4 separate regions of the Mus musculus genome follow, and all the other regions are linked to region 1. A link is a contact called in public HiCAR-type and promoter capture Hi-C data. All regions are on one chromosome and are shown on one strand. Each heading gives the region's core, a stretch centred on a gene start, on an enhancer-like site or on the middle of the called end of the contact. The rest is flanking DNA. Distances are from core to core; before and after follow the strand shown. Region 1 holds the start of 1810007C17Rik (RIKEN cDNA 1810007C17 gene). Region 2 holds the start of G2e3 (G2/M-phase specific E3 ubiquitin ligase). Region 3 holds the start of Scfd1 (Sec1 family domain containing 1). Region 4 holds the start of Prkd1 (protein kinase D1).

Region 1 (2,700 bases), core at 72-2,571:
TTTTTCCAATTTCTTTCATTTACACTCAGTTTGCCACAGAGCAGTTCACACTGGTTTAAAACAGGGCACTACCTCTGATCTTGACTTAGGACACACATACTTTTCTACATAACCTAAAGCCTGGCCTCACAGAAACCTAAACAGATTTCCACAACTCAGAGTTCCTTACCTACAACCACAACAGCACACAGCTCTTTGTAATCCCAAGGTTATCTCTTGACAATGATTTGAAAACATATGCTATCTTTGTATCCAGCCTGCGTTCATATTGTGCATTCCCAATATATTTTAATTAATTATGTATGAACTGCATTTTCTTTTTACACCTGGCTGATTCTCTGTTTATTCTTGTATTTTAATATAAGAAAATAGTCATGCATTTCAGTTCTTTAGAACATGTTCATTAGATACAATGACTAATACAGATATGCTCTATAAACAATCTCATTTTGGCCAGAGACAAATTTTTAATTGATATTCTACAAAGAAAATGTCAATAATCTTAAAATTCCATAAAAAGAGAAAAGGGAAAAACAGTCTGACTTGTGATCAGAGGGAGTATTTTGCCATGACATGATTCTTTTCATGGTAAAAATATCACAGTTAAAGATACACCACACCACAATGTTTTATTTCTTCAAACATCCAAGTGACTTTAATTTCCCCAGTGAAGCACTGGCTTAAAAGGAATGTAAGTTTCGTCCAAACACTCGCGTTCTTGGGTGAGGCAGTTCTTGCTTCTCTGGGTGATTTTGCCTTGTTCTGAAATTGTCTTCACCTGACGCAGAGCGCATTAACTGCTAGATAGGCATCACACTGTCTGTCTCCATGCTGTAGCATACAGCCGTGAATTTGCTACGATCTGTTTAATCAGCAGTGCATTGATTTTCCCGCAGCTTTCCTTCATTTTAGCCCCATAGCAGGCTTCTGTAATTTCCTTTGGACAAAGTGTAACCAAACTGTGCTAAGTGATGTTGATTTGCAGGCAAAAGTAAAGGGGTAAATATAAATTAACAAGCTATAAACATTTTACAAGTGGGGAGTCAATAAAAACAGTGTCTGCAGTTTCTTAAAAAAAAAATGATTTGAAGCAGATTGTTAACAAAGGTGTCCAAAGAAACTGACATGAGTCTGAGAATAATTTTTGCGCTTTGTGATTAAGAATTGATCAGTCTAAAAGCCTCAGATGCTACTGAATCACCCATAAGCTGCTGGCCTGAAAAGGCTCAGCGGGGGCTGGTATTTGTTTGTTAAACTCCCATGATTCCAAGTAGATAATTGGTCTGTGAAGTTCATGGCAGAATCTGAATTTGCTTTCTTGCTTCCCAGCTGGCTGAGCACTGGTTTATAGACTTGTGTGTACAAATTTAGCCAGCAGCAAACCTCACATCTTTAATATAAAAGGTGTTTTGTTGTGTTTTTCAGGTGCTGAGTGAAAAGCCCACACTGCAGAAGCTCATTAAAAGGGCCAAGTTACAGTACAGGTTTATTTCTGTCACAGCGTTTCTGAAAACAGTGACAAGGATTAATATGTTTCTTTAGTACTGGAAAAAGCCTGACGCAATCCCTTGTGAATTTGATCATCTGTTTCATTGCCTGTAGAAGATTCAGCTTCCTATTATATCTGAAAGTTACAGCTGTAAACTACTACTGGTAAGGATTCATAAGCTACTGCAGAACCCTGGGGCAGAGCTAATTGTTTTATTAAACATTTGCTAATTTACTTATTATTTATTTCATATCTCACCCTTATAGTCATTTACTACTCTTCCTCAAAGTCAAGAGTGTCTTAGTTCCTTGGTTGCACAGAGCAAATAGAGACACAGTGGTTTAAATTTCAGTGAGTTTCAGTAAAAGTTCTATGGACCAGTGTGTTGGAGAAATATCCAGTTTACATATTTTATTTAAGAAAAGGTAACATTTTACGGACATCAAAATGTAATTTTCTTATTAAAAATATTAATGACATGAATATATACTTTCTGTTCTGACGAGTTGTGTAACACTGGACATATTAATTTAATTGGTGGATGCTATATGTCTAACAAGACTTGCCATGTGACATATGCAAACTTTAGAAAAGTGTAAAATATACCACAAAATGTTTGTTTTACAACAAATTAAATCTATTTGATATTTTTTAAAACTAAAAGTTTTAGTAATGTGCAATTATCTATAATAAAACAAATATGCTTAGGAACTGAGAACTTTTTAGCCTCCTCCTCCATCTCTTATGCTCATTGAGGAATGTCTATTCCTTCCCCTTTTCTTCTATTTTGAAGACAAATGCAGAATTCTAATATTCAACACAAAAACGCATATTTAACATAGTTTCAAATGCTATAAATTCAGAACATGCAAATGTAAAGGTTTAAATGTACAGCCCCCTGTGTCAAAATCCCTCCTCACACTTTCACCCACACTTTATTAGTAGTGTCACTGATGTCAAATTGAGTGGAATGAAGAAGCTTACAGAAGTTGTGTTTCTAGTTTCCTATATCCACAGACATTTATCCCATATTTGATTCTAAATAGAGAATAGAGCTACCTTGTTGTCCTCAAAAACTAAAAATGAAATCAAAACAGCAGTGAAAGACCAGCCAAGAAAAACACACTCTATCCCTCGTGTGCTACCTCTTTCTGTTTCTACCAACAAAATCTTTTGCTTTGTGTTTTCCATCAACAGTGTCCATAATAGCA
Region 2 (2,700 bases), core at 55-2,554, 1.9 Mb before region 1:
AGGAGTATGCATACAATGAAGTGTGACATTTACTGATGTGGGTAAACAACAACAAAACACAACCAACCAAACAAACAAACAAAAGGCACATTAGGATACAGAAAATCTACAACAGGTTACTTGCTGGTACCATTTAGGAAGCTAGCAGATCTGACTGCACTGTTTGAGAAAGGCCAGCCAATAGCTTTGTGGCAGACTCATTGAAAACACTTTCAATGATCTTCCTTTTTAATTTTTTTCCTACTTGAATATCGAAAACAGCATTCATTAGCAGGCATGAAAGAGGATGAAGAAATGGTCTTACTTCGGATGTTACTAAGTACCACTTTAAAATGTTTAAGCATTTTTAACGACACCGTCACCCAGTTGGTAAAACCTTAAAAGGATGTTACCTTTTTTCTACAAAACACACAAGCAACCTGTCAGTTTTTAATAAGGCAAAGTATATAACTTGTTTCAAAAGAAAGTTTATGTTTACCGTGTACATCTCAGCTATTCAAAAAAGTGTGGCTTTTTGTCGGGGTTTGTGAGAGTCCAGTTCATCATAAAAGATGAACAACAAAAACAACAAAAAAACAAACAAGCAAAAACGCCCGAAGAAAACTCAATTCCTGAGGCACTGAGTCCCTCTAAAATAACTCGATAATAACAATCACCAAATGAATGAAGAGGGTGAAAAGCGGGGACGGGACGGAACGGGTGGGGGTTGGGGGTGACACTAGACCCTATCCCCATTGTTAGCAAACTTAACATCTGTGAGCCACCGCTGCTACTGTAGCCAGTTTAAATGAGCAATAGGGCTCGGATTTTTGCGGTACACAAGAAGTGTCAAGGTGTGAAAGAAAAATACCCCGGTTTTAAACACAAAGGATACTCGGATTTCAGCTTAAATCCCCTCGAGGCATTTCAAGGCTGTCATTTCTCTGCGGTGAGGGACCGGTCTCAAGAGCAACTGGGAGCCACAACGGGCACCCCTCCGTGAAGCCCTCCCCCCTTCCCTCTTTAATTAATAAAGAGCAGCTCGGGGCTCGACAGCGGCAGGGCGCGGACGTCCAGCGCGTGGAGAAGCCCCCTACCGCTCACACCTACCCGGCCGCCCGTGACACCTCCGTCTGTCCCCGGGCACGTCTTCACCAGGCGCGGGGCACAAGTCCCAGGCTCGCCGCGTTACCGCTCACGTCGACCGCAGCGCTGCCGTACGCCCAACCCGCTCAGCCCCATCCAACGGCTCGCACAATTCAAATTCGTCGTCCACTTCCGTTTGCGACCCGGAACCCACGGCTGCTCGGCCCCTCCCCGGGGAAGTGGACGCAGGGAGGCTGCGTCTGCGCCTTGGCTTTCGGGGTGGGGGTGGGAATGAAGTTCGGGCGTGCGCGCAGGGGTGGCTGCGCGGACCCGGCCAGGAAAACAACTCCCGGTCCTGCACGTCCGCGGAGGCGTGCGGAGCGCACCAGTCACCCCCCAACAGGCCACACGCTGGGAGGAGGCTTGCCCATGCTAATGAGAAGGCGCGCGAAGGCGAATTCTCCCGGCCCTCTCCCGCAAGGAATTCTTTTGCATCACACTTCCCTATTGTCCTAAAAGTTCCTCGCTTGGCTCTGGGAGGTCGGTTTTCTTCAGCGAGGGCCAGAATGAAAATTTTAATCCCAGAGATGTCTGGAGTTTCTGAAAGGATTACATTTGAGGGGGTTTAAGAGACTTCCACAAGCATTTAGATCTTTTAGGCAGATATCTGAAAGATCAGAACTGTAAGCATTAGAGCTAGGATTAATAGCGGGTCAACTAACACCTGATAGAACGGATTCGCACTTGATTTATCCTAGCGGCGCTTCCTCAGCGCCTTTCAAAACACAACTTGAAAGATTTGCTGGATTTCTAGAATCTAGATACCTAACACGAAGGTAGATTGTAATTTTTAACCGATGTAACGTTTTTTAACAGTGGGAAATGATGTTTAACAATAAAGTATGACTCCTCAGCTATTGGATTTTGTATGCTGATACTGAAAGCGTTCAAAGATAAGATTTTGAAATACTAAGAAGCCAACTTTAGAAGGACTATGTAATGCCCTTCTCTTGAAGTATGTATGTGTGTGCCTGTGGCAATACAAAGTTTCAGGATGGGAGAGCAAACTGTACTAATTAATCAAATCTGGCAGTGTGATTGGTAAATAGGGAGGGCAAAAGGGGGAGGAATTTTTTTTAACGTTATAAACAGCTGAATATTCAGATTAAGACTATTTGATACTGCCAAATTTGTGTTAGGAATGGAATATATTCTAAATACAGAAACAGGCAGGGTAAATGAATGTGTGAATGTATCTTAGTTGGCTAGGTTGTTTACATTCGTTCAACAGTAATTGAAGGTCTGGAGACAAGGACCAGCAGCAAAGAGCAGTGGCTGCGTTTCCATTGGTCCTGGATTCAATTACAGCACCCACATGATGGTTCACAACCTGGAACTTGAGTTTCAGGGAATCCGGTCTCCTCAGGTACTGAGCACACAAGATGTGCATACACGCAGGCAAAATACCCGAACACATAAAATAAAATAAAAACAAAAATTAAGAATGATGTAGTCGCAGGGCAGTGGTGGCACATGCCTTTAATCCCAGCGCTTGGGAGGCAGAGGCAGGCGGATTTCTGAGTTCGAGGCCAGCCTGGTCTACAGAGTGAGTTCCAGTACAGCCAGGGCTATACA
Region 3 (2,700 bases), core at 156-2,655, 1.9 Mb before region 1:
GGATTTCTGAGTTCGAGGCCAGCCTTGTCTACAGAGTGGGTTCCAGGACAGCCATGGCTACACAGAGAAACACTGTCTCGGAAGAAAAAAATAACAAACAAACAAACAAACAAACAAAGAAAAAGATATTATACCCAAACTTCTAAGAGAACTTGGGCTTCTGTTTGCTTGCAAATAAAATTAATTATCAAGCATTCTCAAATAATATTTGCTTACCATATTTTAAGTTATGCTTTACCGTTTTACTAAATTACCTACTGAGAAATGTAGAACTCAGTATGTTTTCTGTTAAGTATGCTACATTCAAATCTATCTTTTTTTTTTTTTAACACAAGGGAAGGAATCAGGCACAGTTCAAATTCTATTGCTATGTTGTATTGCTTGTAACCAATTGTTTTTCATACAAATAAGCATAGGTTCAAGAGAATTAAAGTTCTTTATCGCTTATGGACGATTTCTATTCTCTTTGGGAGTTACTAGATAAGTAGTATATGTAAGTCAGTTCTGATTTATACATATCACATTATATATGATATACGTATAGGTAATTATTCTGGGGCCAATATACATACATTAAGTTTCTAGAGTTTACTGAAAATAAGGAAAATCAGGTGTATCTCACATGTAAAAAAAAAAAAAAAACTAAACTAAAACCAAGGGAAGAAATATGTATCTTTAAATTTTTACTTTATAAATGGGTGTACAAATATGCTCTACTTAAGATACAACTGTTCTATATTTTAAGATTATTATCTGTGGAACAACTGAAAGAGGACGCTGTTAATTTGATTTGACATTCCGAAGTCTCTTCCAGCTTTATCACCTGGCATTTTCCATCAGCTTCTCCCAAAGGGTCCAAAGATGATGGCATAAAGTAAGGTGCTCGGAAAAGAATACTTAGATTTTGTAATCATGGCTCAAGTGTCAAAAACAGGTTTTTTTAAAAAAAACCCTAAAACTGAAAGTGAAAACCAAACCGACCTGGGAGACTTGAAATACGAACACAAACCTATAGACCTCGTTAAGTGACAAGACAGGAAAGAAAACACCAGCTGCTGGTCCTTGCCCTGATGGCCTTCTAAAACTCGGCAATTAAAAAATAAGTAGCTAGCACTGTAGCAAGCAGCCTGTGGTAAAGGCTGTGAAGCTTACAGGCATCTCTTCCCCACAACCTCAAAACGGAGCAGCTCTCAAAGCTCAACTCCGAGCTGTACGAACAACCCAGAGATGATGACAGGCCGCTGCTGAGGCACACACTGCAGAGAAGGAAATACCGAGTACCTGTTTGCCTCTCCCGAATGCTGGCCGTGGCCGCCATCTTGCTTCCCACCATCCACTGCCCGGCTGGCACTGGGAGCCCGAAGATGACGTGGCCCTACCTCCCGCGCCGGAAGCAGAACCAGGAGGCGGGCTATGGCGGCAGCCGGCCCGCCTCCCCGGTCCCAGCCCTCGCCTTTCCTCACAGACATTGGTGTTTGCAGATTTCCCAGCAGCGTTTCTAACTAATCGGGGCGAACCTCCCGAGGTCGCTACTCTTAAACCGCTTCTCAGGGCATGGGCGTGGTGGAGCGCTTACAATCTAATTGATAGTGCACTTCTCATCAAGTTTAAATCCTCATAAAAATTTACAAGGCCAAATGAGACGCCAGAAATTGCGTTTTCTTGATTTCCATAACAGTAGTGTCCCTTCCCTCTTTCCTCTGGGGGGGGAGGGGGGGGGGAAACTACAAGCGTGGTAATTTATTCCGTTTGATTTCTTCAGGAAAGGGCTTTGGCCTGCTAGGGTATAAAATCACAGAAAAGCCAAATGGCAGAATTTCCTCTCAGTAGTGCAAATTAAAAAAACAAATGATTGTGAGCAGAATCCGGATGATCACAGCCAGGTTTGGTACATTTAGAGCCCTGTGATTATGAAATAAATCTCACATCGACCATTTTCATAATAGATTTTATTAATGTCAAAAATATATACAATGACAACTTATTACCAATCAATGAACCCACCGATGACACTGCATTATGGATTAATTCTCAGGCAGTCAGATTCTGAAATGAAATCATACTTTCAAAAATTTGGCTTTCAAAATTATACAAATAATTTATCTTATTTTTTAAAATCAAGATTGCATTTTTTTTACAATAAAAACACATTTGACAGATGTAGATACCTATTTTTATAAAGTTACAACAGGTTATCTATAACTACCAGTTTGTGCCCTAGGGGAAGTATCTCAATTCTGGTGTCCATGGACTCTTGAGCAGAATGGCTTTCCCACCTTCCAGTGAGTTTAATCTTACTCACCTGAGAATCCCCACTTTTAAGTACAAATTTGTCATTTGACCATTTAAGTTCCATACTAACTCCTTCCAAGACTATAAGGCACATTATCATAAAATACTAAGACATTTATACAGTGTGCATGTTTCTGTCCAATGGTGTAATGTGGGGAGTAAACATAAAGATATATATATTCATTAGAAGAGTAACTATATAGAACAGTCCTGCAAAGCTACGACCAAGAATGATATTAATGTTGATTATAAGAATAAAAATCATGACTTCAGAGTTAGATTTATTGTAGCTGTTTAACTCCAGATTTTTTGGTTTAAATAATTGAACATCAAGGGATAGTTTTATCTTAGAAAATTTGCTAAAAACAGTTTGTTTCTTGAGTTCAAGGAGCTCTCAGACAAGAAGAG
Region 4 (2,700 bases), core at 104-2,603, 1.2 Mb before region 1:
TCCTTCCCATCAACCAGTCCTTGGCTCAAATGGAAACACCCCAGGAAAGATTTGTTTTCTTCACTGGTCAAAGTGTTGAGCCTCATGTTCTTGATCATGGTTACTGCTGTTAACCACTGTGTTACTGTTATTTATGGCAATTGTTGCTGTCAGAACTAACTTCATTTACTGTCTTACTTTTATATTTTCAATGTAATCAGTTATGGCAAGAACATAGTCTGACTTCATAAGTGGATAGCTAGTGCCCGCAGACTCTGGGACAGAAGTCCTGTGTTCAGAGCTATGATAGCTAGAAAGCACAGATGGCTTAGGTAAAACTAGTTCCTTTAAAGCAGTCTGTAAACTTAGGAACGACACCCCTATCCAGTCTACTCAAATAGTCGTTTGTACCATTAATTTAGAGAGTTTTCTAGAATAGTGAATTGACTATATGTAGGTGGGAATTTCAAGATTCCATTACTGACATACAACACAACTCTGTAGAAAACCACATCTCAATGTTCTGGTCCAGAAGAGAACCATTAATCAAAAACAGACAAACAAGCAAACCAACCAAAACAAAACAAAATTAACACACTGCAAACGAAAATATGCAAAAATGGTTTGTGTGCTTGTGCATGTAAGAGGACACATTGGGGAAACTAAAGTGAGAAGAAGCGCTGCCAAGATGGAGCCTGTTCAGAATTTACTAAGAATTATCAGAAGGCCTCTGATAACAATCATTGCAGCCTGTTAAACCAAATAGGGTCCCTGTACATCTACAGATGCAAAGAACCCATCCCGATAGAAAGGACAGAAATATAGTCAGGCTCTACTGTCTCTGAAGCACCTCTTTTTGCCCAGCCACCAGTATAATCAGATCAAAATTAGTGCTGTGGGTGTGGGGCTGGAATTGCTCCTAGAAAGCCAGGTTAAGGTTGACAGTTTTGAAGAGGCTGAAACACAGAAGTTCCAAACACAAAACAAAGTAGAAAGCAAGAACCCTATTTAGACCCTTAAGAAGGCGGTGGGTGGAGCAGGTGGGGTTGATGGAAAGGATACAGACTCCGCTATTACAAGAGAGACACGGTTTTAAAGAGGTCAGCTGACTGGCCCTTTAACAAACTCGAGGGCTCCCAGAGGGAGTCCCCCGTTAGGTGGGCTCTACCAGGCTGGCGTTTCCCGGTCCACTCCTGTGCGGGCGCTTGGAAGGGGGTGGTCAGGACTGCCCTGAATGGGCGGGTCCGCGGCTTTAGAGTCCGCCGAGTGGGCTGGGGCGGCTGCTGCGCGCAGGGGGCGGCTCCCCGTCGGGCTCCGGTTCCCCTCGTCGGCTCCGCGGCGCCGCCCTCGCCCCGCCCCGCCCCGCCGGCGCCGGTCGCGCGGACCCGCCGTGGTCCCCGGAGCGGAGCGCGCCGCGGCCGCAGTAGCTGGGCGCCTCCCCCGCGCTGCCGCGCGCCCGCCTGCTCGCCTGCCCGCCCGCCGGCCCCGGCTCCGCTCGGCCATCTTCGCGGCTCCCGCCCTCACCAGCTCCGGTCGCGCGCCCTGTCCCCGCGCGCGGACTTTCCCGGAAAGTTTGGTGGTTCTTCTCCGCCGCCGCAGGCAGCGGCGCCGCGCCCCACGTCCGCCAAACTTTGGGGCTCACTGGCGCGATGAGCGTCCCTCCGCTGCTGCGACCGCCTAGCCCGCTCCTGCCCGCCGCGGCCGCCGTGGCTGCTGCCGCCGCTGCGCTGGTCCCAGGCTCCGGGCCCGCGCCCTTCCCGGCGCCTGGGGCCGCCCCGGCGGGGGGCATCTCGTTCCATCTGCAGATCGGCCTGAGCCGCGAGCCGGTGCTGCTCCTGCAGGACTCCTCTGGCGACTACAGCCTGGCGCATGTCCGGGAGATGGCTTGTTCCATCGTGGACCAGAAGGTAAGGTGCCCCGGGTCCACCAACTTTGCAGCCGACCTCGCCTGCGCCGTACAGCCTGGCTGTGGCCGGACTGCATGCCCTAGCCCCAGGCACTGCTCTGCCTGCCGCGCAGTCTTCCTGGGGGCTGACCTCCTGCTCCTTCTCTGGCACGCCTGCCTTCTCACCTCCTTTACCTCCCTTCTTGCGATGACAGTTCAAGGAATCTTGCACTTTTCTCCTCGCGCTCCGGCGTATTCTTGAGGTTTCCTGGCTGTCCTGACTCTTTTTCCCTGGACCAGAGCCTACCTGGTACCAGATCCGCTTTCCAGCGCCAGAGATCCCTTGGGACAGCCCAGAGCTTTTTCAGCCCCACTCCCTTCCACTACATCCTCTTTCAGCTCTAATTGATGCTGAGGAGTTCCGGGTGTGACCTGGACGCCAGGAATTTCTCACCTGCCAATAGTGCTTTTAAGAAAGGGTGATTGATTAAGCCAGCTGTGAAAACAACCGAGGAGTTGGTACCACTACCCAAGTCCGCCCTGGATTTAGTACTACCACTGTGCGAGCTTAGAAACATTTTCCAACAATAAAACCTGAAATTTACAGCGTTTTTTGGCTTAAATTTCCATGCACTGATCTTGGGAGACTGGAGTAGTGAGAAGGTCTGTGGTTCCAAGAACATCCAGTGCTGGCTTTGCTCTTAAGTTTGAGGCTATGGGACTTTGGATAGTGGTCATCAAAGACTGGCTGGGGAGAGGCCCATAAAGCTGGGCTAGGCCACCCATCATTGTTTCCAGTGCACTTTTGAAGTTAGGTTATCTCCACAGCCATCCAG

Evidence for each region. Promoter capture Hi-C pulls out the DNA fragments that hold promoters and counts their contacts. HiCAR-type assays count read pairs that join an accessible place to other places.
Region 2: a contact with region 1 is called in a HiCAR-type map of astrocytes, with 4 times the contacts expected there. The contact joins the promoter of G2e3 here to the promoter of 1810007C17Rik in region 1. A contact is called at or near these places in 1 of 39 promoter capture datasets (hippocampal neurons) and 1 of 115 datasets of contacts at active chromatin or transcription factors (astrocytes).
Region 3: a contact with region 1 is called in a HiCAR-type map of astrocytes, with 3 times the contacts expected there. The contact joins the promoter of Scfd1 here to the promoter of 1810007C17Rik in region 1. A contact is called at or near these places in 1 of 39 promoter capture datasets (hippocampal neurons) and 1 of 115 datasets of contacts at active chromatin or transcription factors (astrocytes).
Region 4: a promoter capture Hi-C map of hippocampal neurons shows a contact between it and region 1, with 4 times the contacts expected there. The contact joins the promoter of Prkd1 here to the promoter of 1810007C17Rik in region 1.

What each region holds. Positions count from the first base shown.
Region 1 is chr12:49,479,483-49,482,182 of GRCm38.p6, reverse strand. It overlaps 1810007C17Rik (RIKEN cDNA 1810007C17 gene), which reads left to right and starts at 1,321. Exons shown (of 3, transcript NR_045472.1): 1 at 1,321-1,653.
Region 2 is chr12:51,346,834-51,349,533 of GRCm38.p6, reverse strand. G2e3 (G2/M-phase specific E3 ubiquitin ligase) reads right to left here and starts at 1,304. Exons shown (of 15, transcript NM_001015099.2): 1 at 1,090-1,304.
Region 3 is chr12:51,376,218-51,378,917 of GRCm38.p6, reverse strand. Scfd1 (Sec1 family domain containing 1) reads right to left here and starts at 1,405. Exons shown (of 25, transcript NM_029825.3): 1 at 1,282-1,405. The coding sequence starts at 1,333. G2e3 (G2/M-phase specific E3 ubiquitin ligase) reads right to left here. Exons shown (of 15, transcript NM_001015099.2): 15 at 1,932-2,700.
Region 4 is chr12:50,647,902-50,650,601 of GRCm38.p6, reverse strand. Prkd1 (protein kinase D1) reads left to right here and starts at 1,353. Exons shown (of 19, transcript NM_008858.4): 1 at 1,353-1,886. The coding sequence starts at 1,629.